Regions from separate parts of the Mus musculus genome. Here region 1 is linked to region 2. Evidence: chromatin contacts called from public HiChIP or PLAC-seq data. All regions are on one chromosome and are shown on one strand. Each heading gives the region's core, a stretch centred on a gene start, on an enhancer-like site or on the middle of the called end of the contact. The rest is flanking DNA. Distances are from core to core; before and after follow the strand shown. Region 1 overlaps Tmeff1 (transmembrane protein with EGF-like and two follistatin-like domains 1). Region 2 holds the start of Tmeff1 (transmembrane protein with EGF-like and two follistatin-like domains 1).

Region 1 (6,001 bases), core at 2,177-4,676, 38 kb after region 2:
TTCCTTTCACAATACCTCTATTCAGCCCTATTTTGTATGTTTCTTGGCTGTCACTGTTTATGTAGAAACCAGTTCTAAGCATAGAGAGTGGGCACCGATGGGGGAGGGCTTACCTCTGGGCAGAGGAGAACATGGACTGCACTGAATAGCCAAGGCCAGGCAAGGATTGATGATGAGACAGTAAGGAAACATTGAACAACAGTAGAAGGCTAACATGATAAGGTCTAGAATTGTATAGGGGCCAAACATCTGGGCACATCTGTGAAGGAGTTTCTAGACTGAGTTAACTGAGGTGAGATGCCATACCCTAAGGTGGAGACACCTTTCTATTGCCTGGATAAATAGAGTAAACCTGAACACCAGCAGTCCTCTCTCCCCACTTCCTGACACAGGATGCCATGTGACCAGCCAGCTGCCTCAAGTTACCACTGCTATGACTTTCCCACCATTAACCGTGACGCAAGCCCTCTTATTAGTTGCTTAGTTACTGTTTGATTGCTGTGAAGAGACCCCGTGATGAAGGCAATGTAAAGACTAGAGCATTCAGTTGGGGTTTTGCTTTAGTTTCAGAGGGTTGCTCCACGACCATCATGGCGGGGAGGGTGGCATCAGGCAGTCAGGCATGGCACTGGAGCAGTCGTTGAAGCTTACATCCTGGTCCTCAGGCAGGAGGCAGATGCTGGTGTGGGGGAGGTTGCTATAGGAGAGAGGGAAAGGGAGAGAGACTGGGCCTGGTGGACCCCCAGTGACACCCCCTCTCTGCCTCCTAGCCCAATACCTCCTAATCCTTCCTAAACAATTCAACAACTGGAAACCAAACATTCAAATATATGAGCCATTTTAATTCAAACCACCATAGCTTCCTGGTCTACATTGCTTTTCTCTGGCATTTCGCGATAGCCAGGAAAGTAGCAAAGGAATACCATAGTGGTCCACAAATTGACTTCATAATCCACTGCTTATGTGACTTGTGGTTTGAAAGATAATGCTCTCAAACATAACTATCATAGCTATAGATCTCACATAGTTTTAGATATGGGTAGCCATTAAAATGTTTTATCTTTCTCATTTCGTAATATCTTTGCTGTCAGAAGAAATGCTGCATAATCTGTCTAGTGTCTTACACTTAAGGTTCCTTCTACTGTTAATCGATACATTGAAGGAAATTCAGGACGTTGAAAGAAGGAGTAATGGTACCATGGAAATTAATTTTTTTAAGAGAAAGGGCTATATTTTTCTAACTTCAGCTGTTTAATAAAAATTTAATTAATTATACTGTATAAATTCCTCTGTCCTTTCATAGCTCCTTCCTTTAAAATTTTGTTTTTTTTTTTGTACACGTGTGTGTGTGTGTGTGTGTGTTTGTGTGTGTACACAGGCACCTTCTGAGGCCATAAGAGGGTATTGGATCCCCTAGAGCTGCAGGCTGCAAGTACAGAGAGTTGTGAGCTGCCTAATGTAGGTGCTGAGAATTAGACTCTGGTCCTCCTGACAGAGTGGCAAGCACTCTTAACCACAGAGATCTTTGTTCCAGCCATGTCCCTTCCCCTTTTAAAGTCTGTTTGCATGTCAGATGAGTGCATGCCATGACCCACGTGGAGGTCAGAGAGAGGATAGCTTTGGGTGTTAGTCCTCACTGTCCACCTTGCTTGAGACAGAGGTTTCTCTGTTTTTCTTTGTTTGTTTTTCTGCTACTGTATGTGCTGGCTGCCTGGTCTCGCAGTCTCCTGACGTTGCTGCTCATCTCCTCATGGAGCACGGGGATTACAGACCTGGTCTACCATGCTTTGCTTTCTGAGGGTTCTGGGGATTTGAACTCAGGTCCTCACACTTGCTTGGTAAGCACTGTACTCACTGAGCCCCACACCCCCAGCCTCCTTTCTCCTCTTTTAAGACAAGGTCTTACCAATTTAGCTGAACCTAGCTTTGAACCTCCTACCCTCCAGCTTCAGCCTCTCGGGTGCTAGGATTATTGGCATGTGACATCATTGTCTGACTTGCCTTGCTTTCTTGGGGAGAGTATGTACATTTCAGCATATTCTTGAAGTTTCTTACCTAATTTTTCCACTGGCTTTCCTGGCCGTTGTCAGGAGGGCAGAGAAGTGCAGTGCTGATTTTCCATGGGAGTATGAGCTCAGAAGCCTGGAGAGGCTTGCTGTTTGTAGGCCTTTGACAAAGACTTTATTTATCCTTTGTGCTGTGTGAGGGTTCTGGTGTGGCGTTTTTCTCTGTTAGACTTGACTTCCCACTCTGCCTTGTACTTTGGGCTTTTGTGTTTGTTTGTAAAATGAGTTTTCTGGGATAGGAAGATAGCTCAGTTGGTGAGGTACTTGATGTCCTCCTGTGTGGACCTGGGTTTGATCCCAACCCTTAGGTGAAAATCTGGGTGGGATGGTGCAAGTGTATAACCCTAGCCCTGGAGAGGGAGAGACACACAGGTTCCTGGCCCAGCTGGTTAGCCATCAAAGACTAATAGCTCAGTTGGTAGAGTACTTGCCCTAAACCCAGGGTTCAATTTCCTGCACTTTATAAACAGACCTTGGTGTGATGTGTCTGTAATCCCAGCACTCAAGAAATGGAGTCCTGAAGTTCAGGGTCGTTCTCTGGTACACCGTGAATATGAGGCCAGCTTGGGTAAGATGAGACTGTCTTAGAAAACAGTCAGCCACCCACCCACCCAACCCCAAAAGCAAAACAAAGCGTTCTTCCCTCTTGTCAGGTTGCTAGCTGCTGTTTATGGGTGTTGCCATGTGTGCCTTGTCAGTGACCTTGACTGAGCTTTGCCTTTCTGCCTCCTCAAACACAAAACAAGAGAGTCTCTGGACAGTGTCTAGTTTAGGAATAACTGAAATGTCAAACGAGCCTATACTTTTCCTACTCAGAAATGACTGCGGTCTCTGTTGCTTACTTTCTTTCCCGCCTGCTTGCTGGCTTCTTTTTAGTCATTCACAATCTAAATCACTGGGGCAAGAGATGGCTCAGCCTCAGCAATTAGGAACAGTTACTGCGCTTGCTCTGGACCCAGGTTCAGTTCCCAGCGCCCAGGTTGGGTGGGTTCACACTACCTGTAGCCCTAGCTTAAGGAGATGGGACTCCTAGCGCTTTGGTGGGTGGCATCTGCACTGGTATGCACATACCCACATACAGGCACACACGTAAGCACGCACAACTTAGAAATCAAATGACTTCTGAGCTACTCTCCCCTCTTCCCGAGGCAGACTGTGCTTTTCCTGGGGCGCCCGAGCTTTGCATGGGGTTTGGTGGCTGCGTTCTCATTACTTACCTTGTGGGTTTATATCTGGAGGTTTGTAGCTGAGGTTCCCAAACCAGCAGCTCCCTTCCTTGTGAGTGAGGTTCCAGTGTGAGGGCTGTGAAGGACGGGGACTTCTTTGGATGGCTTCTTCAGCCTTGAGCCGCGTGATCAGCACGCCCTTTACACTGAGGCACATTTCTGAACTCTGCATTCCTGGAGTTACCCTTCCGCCCATCTCCCTTTTCTCAAGGGCATTTCTAATTTGTCCAAGGCTTCAGTTCTTGCTACAAGTCAGCTAGTGGCCATTTTTCTGAGCAGTGTGGCTACTAATGAGAGGATCCTTCTCTCTGGTGCCTTTGTGCACCCGACCCCAGGCCCTGCCTAGGAACAGTCTGAGGTACAGCCTCCAGGCATGGCGCCAATACAGGTGAGATACAAAAGCCTCCAAATGGTTCTCTTTGAGCTTTGTGTGCTGTGCTTTATGGAAGTTGTCTCTGCTCTTCTGTGTGTTTGATGCAGTCTGCTCTTTGGGGCTGCTTTTCCTTTTTACCTCTGCATGATATAAATAACTGAGAGCTGCTAAGAGAACTGTACAGGTGTGGCAGGCAGACAGCATTGAGAGCAGGCTAACTCGCCTGGAGGACATCTTGGTCTGCCTGCTGCTGGTTGTCTGATGATTCCCTTCTAAGCCAGAGAAATCTTTGCTTTTCTTTCTGAAAGCTTTATGTGTTTCTCATATTTTTTCTTTCTGCTTTGTTTCCACACAGAGATGCCACTGATGGCTGCTATTTGGCATTGCCTGGTTGTGGACATTCAGAATAATAGACTTAAAAAATAATTGAGGGGATTCACAAGGCCCCACAGCTATCTGAGGAGCTATTGGCCATTAATGGCTACTGAGGGACAGGTAGAGGGCATGTATTTTCTTCAGGGTGTAGCTTTTGGTAAGTTGCCCATGATCCAGTAATAACCCCACACCCCTGCTCATGCAAGCAGCCCTAATTGCCTTGCTGGGGTCTCTGAGAAGAAGACAAGGGGCTGGAGAGATGCTCAGCTGTTAAAGGCTAGGCTCACATCCAAAACCACAAGAAACAGTGGGAGGGGGACGTCCTTAAAGAAGGGCTCCAGAGGGAATGAGAGGGTGAGGAAGAGAGGTAAGGGCACGAATAGGATCAAAATTCATTGTATACATGTATGACATTGTCTGTCAGATAATAAAAATAAAAATCAATTAGTTTAATGAATTTCTACAGTGGTCCTTTAGACTATTATAGAAACATAATTTTAAGTTTTCTCTCTCCTGGTAATAGAAAATAAATACTATTCAATGGTATTTATTTTATGTGAAGTGTAATCTGGATGTTAGCAAAAACAGGTTCTTTTCTAGAAATAACTTCTGAGGGTTTCCCTCGATAGATTTGTCTTTAAGGTACAGATCTTCATCTCTCCACAACCTCTAGTCTTCTGAATGTCCTTATAGTGTCTTTTCTTGCCTTGCACTCCCTCCCCCGTGCTCCCTTTGTCTGGAGTTCCATACCTGTTTATCTATTTTAACCCATTCCTTCTAGATGGAAATGGAGTGTGAATTAGGTAGAAGGTCACCACCTCTTCTTGGAAGCATTTTCCATGGTCTCTATGAGTTCTTTTTTGGTCTTGAAGAACAACATCTGTGTGACACTATGTTTTGTATATCATGCGGCCACTGGCAGGTTGTAAGGTCCCTAGGACTAGGCACTTTGCTGTGATAAGACATCATGATCAAGGCAACTTATAAAAGCATTCATTTGGGACTTACCGTTTTAGTGGTTTAGTCCATGGCCATTGTGGAAGGTGGCATGGTGGGAGGCAGGCATGGTGCTAGAGCAGGAGCTGAGAGATCACCACATCTTGAGACACAATCACGAGGCAGAGAGAGAAGGAGGGAGGGGAGGGGAGGGGACGGGAGAGGGAGGGGGAGAGAGAGAGAGAGAGAGAGAGAGAGAGAGAGAGAGAGAGAGAAGTAAGAAAAAGGAGTAGGAAGAGGAAGAGAAGGAGGTAGAGGAGGAGGAGGAGAAGGGAGGGAGGGAGGGAGCATGGGAACGAATTGGGAATGAGGAATGGTGTGGGGCTTTTGAAAGCCTGACCACAGTGGTGCATCTCCAACAAGACCACACCTCCTAATTCTTCCCAAACAGTTCCACCAAATGGGGACAAAACATTCAAAAGTAGGCGCCTTCGGTGGCCATTCTCATTCAAACCACCGCAAGTTGGGGGGCTTCCTGTGGTCCTTCATTGTTAGGTTAATAGCAGTCTGAGGTTTGGATCTGTTATTCACTTAGAGCTACTTGTGAGGATTTAATGTATTGAACTTGTGACAGGCTTGATTAGTCGTTTGTTAAATCTAAATAAACGCACCAGCTTTAGTTTAAGTCAGTGTTTTCCTAACTGCTAAGTAAACTGTTGAGATGAAATGGCACTTTCCGTGCAGTTAGAGGAATGAACGACAAAGGTTAGCTTTGTTTGAATGATAGTCCAATGATGCCTTTCAAGCATGCACACCATTTGAAACATTTCAAAGGGTTCCCTCCGTCCAGACCTTATTTTGATTCTGTCAGCAGTGTTAGGACGTATTGTTCCAATTTTAAAGACTGGAAGCTGCAATTTACCAAAATCATAGCCCTAAATCATAGGAGTCATTTTATTTAGTCATTTATTTACTTACGTATGCATGCATTTATGCCTTTGAAACTCACAGTGTGAGGAACTGAA
Region 2 (6,336 bases), core at 3,825-6,324:
ATTAGTGATAGCCAACCACGTGCTTGACCCTCCTCTGACCCTTGCTCCCTTCTCAACCCCTAGTAATCCCTAGTTCTACTTAAATGTCCGTGTGTTTAAGCATCCAGGTATGGGAGAGCCCACGAGGCACCTTTTCTGTCTCTCGCTTATTTCACTCTGCATTTTGTCCCCCAGCTCCAACTCTTAGTTGCAAGTGAGAGGGTCTCATCTGTCTTTAAGGATGAACAACACTCCATTGAGCACATATATGTTTTCTTGATCCATTCGTCTGAATGGCACCCAGGGTGACCACATCTCTTAGTTGTTGCAAGGAGTCTGGCTGCCATCCTGATGGTGCCAATCTTTACTCCATCTTGTGTCAGAAAATGATGCTTTCCTCCTCTGAGTTTGAGGTGTGGTGAGGCTTCAGGGCTAGAGGGAACCAGTCGACTCCACTTACTGTTGTAGCCGCAGGTTCTGAACCTTTCTAGTACTTTGCTTCCTTATGAAATGGAAGTCACACTAACCCGGTGGGAGGGGGACTAGTGACAACTAGTGACCACAGACACAAGGTGCCCGACATCATCTAGGATGCAATGTGTCTCCCGTGATCTGTATTTATCTCCATTTCTCCACCCAACAATTGTGTGTTCTATTTTTATTATGATCTGGTTTTCCCTACTCGACTACAAGGGCCATGAAAGTCAGTGGCTCTGTTTCTCCATTGCTGCTTCTCTGCACCCAGAGCAGAACCTTAACCATAGTAGATTCTTAGGAATACTGGCTGACTCAATGAACTGTTATTTTCAACAGTGGCTGACATTCAGATCTCTAACAGGCTCTTTGCTTGTCTGGAACTTCCTTCTTCCACTCTCCTTATGAAGTCTTGTCTGCCTCCTCTTCATACCATTTGCTAGTAATGCTGCAATCTTATTTTTATATTATGTTAACTATGTTATCAATATTTGACGCTCAACTTCCTTAGGACAGAGACATTGGATTGGTATGAACCTTTCAGATTTATTAGAGAATGTTTTGTTTTGGTTTCTTCACTTTAGACTTTTTAAAAAGACCCCCCCCCCCATCCTTTCTCTAGGAAGTGGGGTCTAGACTCTCAAATTGGATTATATGCCAATCTTGGAGTGTTCCCACGCTCTTCCATAAATCAACCCCTCTCCCTGTTTCTGGCTCAAGCATTGTGATTGTCTCCTTCCAGGGCCAATTAGTCAGCCCCAAGGTGTCTCATTAGGTTTATCAGGACTTCATTATACAGCCAGGGCAGCCAGCAGGAGGTCCTGAAAAGCAGGGATTTTGGCAGGGCTGGGAGTCTGGGATAGGATTTGCCATTTTCTTCACCCCTACCCCAACCACGGTTATATTTAGTATTTATCACACTGTGTTGTAACTGTTAATTTTCAGATGTCTCCCCACCCCCACACAGCCAGGGTAGGATTATCTCTTGCCCCAAGAGGCTGCTGTGGTGCCTAGCAAGCAAGGAGTGCTCACAAAGGTTTCCTAAAGAAATAATTGCTCTCCGTGAGTCAAGCTTTATTACTGAGGACAAAAACCAACGTATAGAGAAGGAACTGCTTCTGGCTTAAACAATAACAAGGAAAAAAAAAAAAAAAACCTTAGTGCCACCTCTCCCCAATCTTTTTGTTTGAGTTACTTTGGGTTTTCTCTTACTCTCTCTCTCTCTCTCTCTCTCTCTCTCTCTGTGTGTGTGTGTGTGTGTGTGTGTGTAGGTCAGAGGCTGACTCCTAGTATCTCTCCCATTGGTTAACTATACATTATTTTAAAAATTATGATGTATTATTATTATTTTGTGGATGGCAGTGGGAATGTGTGTGTGTGTGTGTGTGTGTGTGTGTGTGAACTCAGGCCCTCATGCTTATGCCACAAGCACTTTTGACTTCTCTACTTTTTGATTTGGGAGTCCTGTTTGGGGGAACTCGCCTTAGCTGGTGGGATGTTATTAGATGTGGACAAGCAGCAGGAGGAAGCTGCCTGCATAAACTTCAACACTGACAAATTCTCCCAGAAGCCTCTGCTCTGGCAACCAGAGTGCCAGCATTAATTCTGGTGGAGTGACCCAGTGTTCAGCCTGTGCACAGGAACTGCTGGATCTTCCGTTGAAGCAGAGCCATTCAGCCAGGGCTACCCTAGATCAGCCAATCCTAGCACAGACCCCATAAGGCCTATGAAGAAAGACTGTCTCATGGTGCCCATTTTTTTTTTTTTTTTTTTTTTGGTTTTTCGAGACAGGGTTTCTCTGTATAGCCCTGGCTGTCCTGGAACTCACTTTGTAGACCAGGCTGGCCTCAAACTCAGAAATCTGCCTGCCTCTGCCTCCTGAGTGCTGGGATTAAAGGCATACGCCACCACGCCCGGCTGGTGCCCACATTTTATGGTTGTTTGTTAAGGAGCAATAGTTGATTGATCAAGGTTAGGTCATGGGGTTCCTCACCTTGGCAGTGCATCTGAATTATTTAGAGAACTTTAAAAGAAATAGATACTAAAACTTCCTCTAGACTGTCTGGAGCAGTTTTCAGAAATCTACATTCCTTTTAAACTCTCTGGGTGGATTTTACATAGGAGTTCCACATCCTTTAGTTATCTGTTATTTGGCAATCACAAATACTAAGAAGTATGATAGGGCTTCTATGTAACCTCTAAAATATTTTTTCTTCTTTGACCAAACAATAAAATGAGAACTCCTTTCTGACACAGTAGTACTAAAGTCAGAGAGATCCTTTCTCCCTGGAGTAAAGTCCCCTCGCAGAATCTTTTCCAATGTGAAAAATGTGGAGAACTCCATTTTGACTTTTTCCTTAGCTGATCTGGAAAAGGATCCAGATGCGAATTGTGATTCAAGACCTAGGGTTATTTGCTTTCAATTTAAACTAAGGTTGTGTCCTCTTAGTATTTTTGCCTGGGCTAGGATTAGCAGGCAAATGGAAATATTTGCATAAGGCAGCATCCTGGGGCTGGGAGCGTGAAGACACTGTTCATGGAGGAGACATCTGTGACATTAAGCTTTAACAGAGAGGCTGCTGGGAGCTGGGCCACAGGAGGAGGCCTCTGCTGTGGCTGAGCAGGCAGGGGCTGGGATCACTCTTGGTTCAGTGCATCAGGAAGTGTGCTAGGCTAACAGCTCAGAGGCTGGAGGCAAACTATAGACGGTGTTGGAGATGCAGATCTATTTAGATAAAAAGCATGGCAGATGTGCAACTTAACAGCAAATAGTTTTTAAAATTATGATGACAAAACCTTTTCATTGAAAAAAAACTCAACAGAAAAATATGAGCGGCAAGTACCTATCACCCACAATCCTCTTTTCCAGAGTCAGTGGTAATGTAATGGGGTAAAGCAGTCTTGCTCTTTCTTTGGGTTGGTACATATGTATAGTTTAGAAAAGAAAGGTTTTCTTTTCTTTAAAGAGCATTTATTTATTGATGTGTGCCTATATGGGTTTATGTGCTTCAGACTGCCGGGAACTGGAGTCACAGGCAGTTGGGCATCACCTGATGTGGCCGCTGAGAACCAAACCTAGGAAGGACTCCATCACTGAACCATCTCTCCAGTCTCCAGTATCCCTGTTTCTATACCATTCATCATTAACCTAATCATTATCAAAATCTATACACAAAGATGACCACCGGGGTCATATTTTACTGTTACACAAAAGCTGTCATGAAAATCTTCCTTTATTCATTGTTGTGTCTTGTTCAACCATCTCTAAAGCAAAAATTCCAATATTGGTATTGTTAGGAAAACAAATTTAGTTTTTTTCTTCATATTTAGGTTGCCGCGCCCTCCAAAATGTATGCATGAATAGTGCTAAGTTTGTCAGTCTTTCTAACTTTTTAATAATCATCCAGAGGGGTAACTTTTTGGTTTAAATATCTTTCCCTTTGTTGCTAGTGGCTTTAAATTTTTTTTGAAAATAAGTTTATTTGTAATGTATATGGGTGTTTTGTTTGATGCATATCTATACCACATGCCTACACTGCCCTTTGAGGCCAGAAGAGAGTTCTTGGTACAGTGTTTACAGATGGTTGTGATGCTGTGGGAATCCAAGCTGGGGCCTCTGCAAAAGCAGCCTGGGCTCTCAGCTGCCGGCTATCTCTTGCTGGTCTCCAAAGCTTTCTCCCTTGCCTGGACTTCTCAAAGCCTCCTTGTCTTTACTTCTATGTTCAGTGTTTGTTTTGTATTTAGATTGTAGCTTTCTTCAAGTGTCCTTTTTGCAATTTTCTTAATTTTACAATGAAATTCTAGAATTCCTTCTGAAGTGGGCAACAATAACAGACTTCGAACAAAGCGGAAAATTTCCAAAAATTTGGCCTATGGTCTTATTGCCTGTGTAAAGTTATCATCTAGCAAGGTGAGGGCTGCAGAGGACTGTACTGGGCTCCAGACAGCTGGAAGACTCTTGGTCCCAACTTCCTGATTTGGGGAAGGCAGAAAACCAGTATGGGAACTCCTTTGTAGGGCTGTGAAATAGAACTGGAGAGGATACAGGCTAAGAGCTTCCTCTAGGCCTTGGATATAGCAAATCCGCTCTAAATCTTTGCTATTATGCGCGGAAAGGGCAACGCACTTTAAAGATTCAGCCGAGAGATGTAGTTATCCAGGAACCCGGTGGGGCGAGTCTTGGGGATTAAGCCTTTTCCCCGGAGAAGTGCACAGCGGGAGTGAGCACTAGGTACCAATCCCGATCCTGCCCATTTCTTGGGATGTGACTGACCTTGGACAAGTCACCTTTTGCCTTTAACTCCACCTGGAAAACACACGAAAGACCACCCGAGCTCGTGCAGGGTTAGAAGGCGCGTGGGAAAGGCTCACAAAGGGCTTCTGAGACACCGTCCCGAAGCTCTCTCCAGTATCCTCGGCGCCGTCCGGCCAGCCGGAGGGATCGGCGACCCCGGCCCGCGCCCCCGCCCGCCTCAGGAACAATGGCTCCCCGGGAGGGGCGGAGCTCGGCGCCGGGGGTGTGCGCGGGGCGGGGTCGCCGCTCCCTCCCCGCCCGCGGCTCCGTCACGCGCCCCTCACCGGGCGGGCCGGGGTCTTTGTGACGCGGCGGCGACAGCCGCGCGGACACAAAGGGAAGGCGAGCCTGCGAGCTAGAAGCTGCGTCCGTCCCCGCCCCGCGCCCCCCGCGCGCGCCCCAGCTCCGTGTTCCCCACGCGGCGCGCTCCCTGCCCTCGCGCGCCCGCGCCCCTCGCCCGCGCCGGGGTCTCCCAACGAGGCTGTCCCGAGCGCGGAGGGCCGGGGCCTGGCGGGGATGCTGCGGGGCTGCCCCGGGCGGCTGCACGGCTGCTAGGAGGCGGCGCGGGGCCGGTGTGCCCGGCCTGCCGCTCCCTGAGCTCCCCGCCGTGCGGCCGCGACAGCATGGGCGCCCAGGCGCCGCTCCGGCTGCCGGCCGCGCCCCCGCTCGCCGTCTGCGGCTACACGTCGGTGCTTCTGCTCTTCGCCTTCTGCCTGCCCGGGAGCCGCGCGTCCAACCAGCCCGCGGGCGGCGGCGGGGACTGTCCGGGAGGCAGAGGCAAGAGCAACTGCTCAGGTAGGAGCCGCCGGCGCCCGCCTCTGGGGCTCCTCCCTTCCGCCGTTCTGGGCCGCGGGAGGACCCGGTGTGGACCAGGGTGCTGAGGAGTCCCGGGGGCCGGGCGGAGGGCAGGACGAGAGTTCGCGGTGCGGGCTTTGGGGACCTGGGTTGGGGATGGGGAGTGGTCGTTTGTGGGTCCGTAGGTGTCGAGTGGCCGGGACTAGGGCGGCCCTGCGGCGTGGTGAGCTGGTGAGGTTCCGCGAGACGGAGCAGTGATCCTGGGTTTGCTCGTGGAAGCGCGTGTAAAGTGTTGTGAAGCCCCAAGGGAGGGAGGACGGCTAGGCTTCAAGGGGAGTGTGTGCGTGTGTGTGTGTTTGTGTGTGAGTGTGATGGTGAGGAACTGGCGGACTGAGGATAAGGGCCTGAGAACTGACCATGTGTTGGTGGGGAGGTTCTTAAGAGTTCCTGGGTTTTAAGAGGGGTAATGCCGGTAAAAAGAAGGAGTGGTTATGTTTGTCCTTTGGGTTCAGGGGTGCAGTGGGGACCAAATCTGTCCACGGTTCTGTGCATCAGGGCAGCAGGGAGTCCCAGGAGGGCCCAGGAAGTGTTTTGTTGGTTGTGTCTGGACAAAGCCTGAGGCTCAGGTAACCACGCTGGAGTACGTATATAGGGTGAAGAGATGAGAGCCCAGTAGTGAACCCAGTTTGACAGAGGGAGGGAGCTAGGGAGTCATCTTGTGTGGGATTTGGGTATGAAAGGTAATTAGGTCTCAGAGAGTGCCCCTGTGTAGCTAGAGTAACCCCGGGTTAATT

The links. HiChIP or PLAC-seq counts read pairs in DNA pulled down with a chosen protein or histone mark.
Region 1: a contact with region 2 is called in an H3K27ac HiChIP or PLAC-seq map of embryonic stem cells, with 8 read pairs. The contact joins the enhancer-like site here to the promoter of Tmeff1 in region 2. A contact is called at or near these places in 3 of 39 promoter capture datasets (embryonic stem cells and second pharyngeal arch cranial neural crest), 9 of 484 Hi-C or Micro-C datasets (Sertoli cells, cerebral cortex, embryonic stem cells and 1 more), 5 of 115 datasets of contacts at active chromatin or transcription factors (embryonic fibroblasts and embryonic stem cells) and 2 of 9 other capture datasets (embryonic stem cells and pancreatic islet).

The regions. Positions count from the first base shown.
Region 1 is chr4:48,619,690-48,625,690 of GRCm38.p6, forward strand. The region is part of intron 5 of Tmeff1 (transmembrane protein with EGF-like and two follistatin-like domains 1); the gene reads left to right. Among named protein-coding and RNA genes, the nearest start is that of Tmeff1, 38 kb to the left of the region's middle. Within about 2 kb of position 3,427, at least 18 of the 459 cell types and tissues checked have an H3K27ac peak or open chromatin away from gene starts, as enhancers often do. A contact at or near this core is called in Sertoli cells and embryonic stem cells, where this site is marked.
Region 2 is chr4:48,580,100-48,586,435 of GRCm38.p6, forward strand. It overlaps Tmeff1 (transmembrane protein with EGF-like and two follistatin-like domains 1), which reads left to right and starts at 5,075. Exons shown (of 10, transcript NM_001356272.1): 1 at 5,075-5,542. The coding sequence starts at 5,371.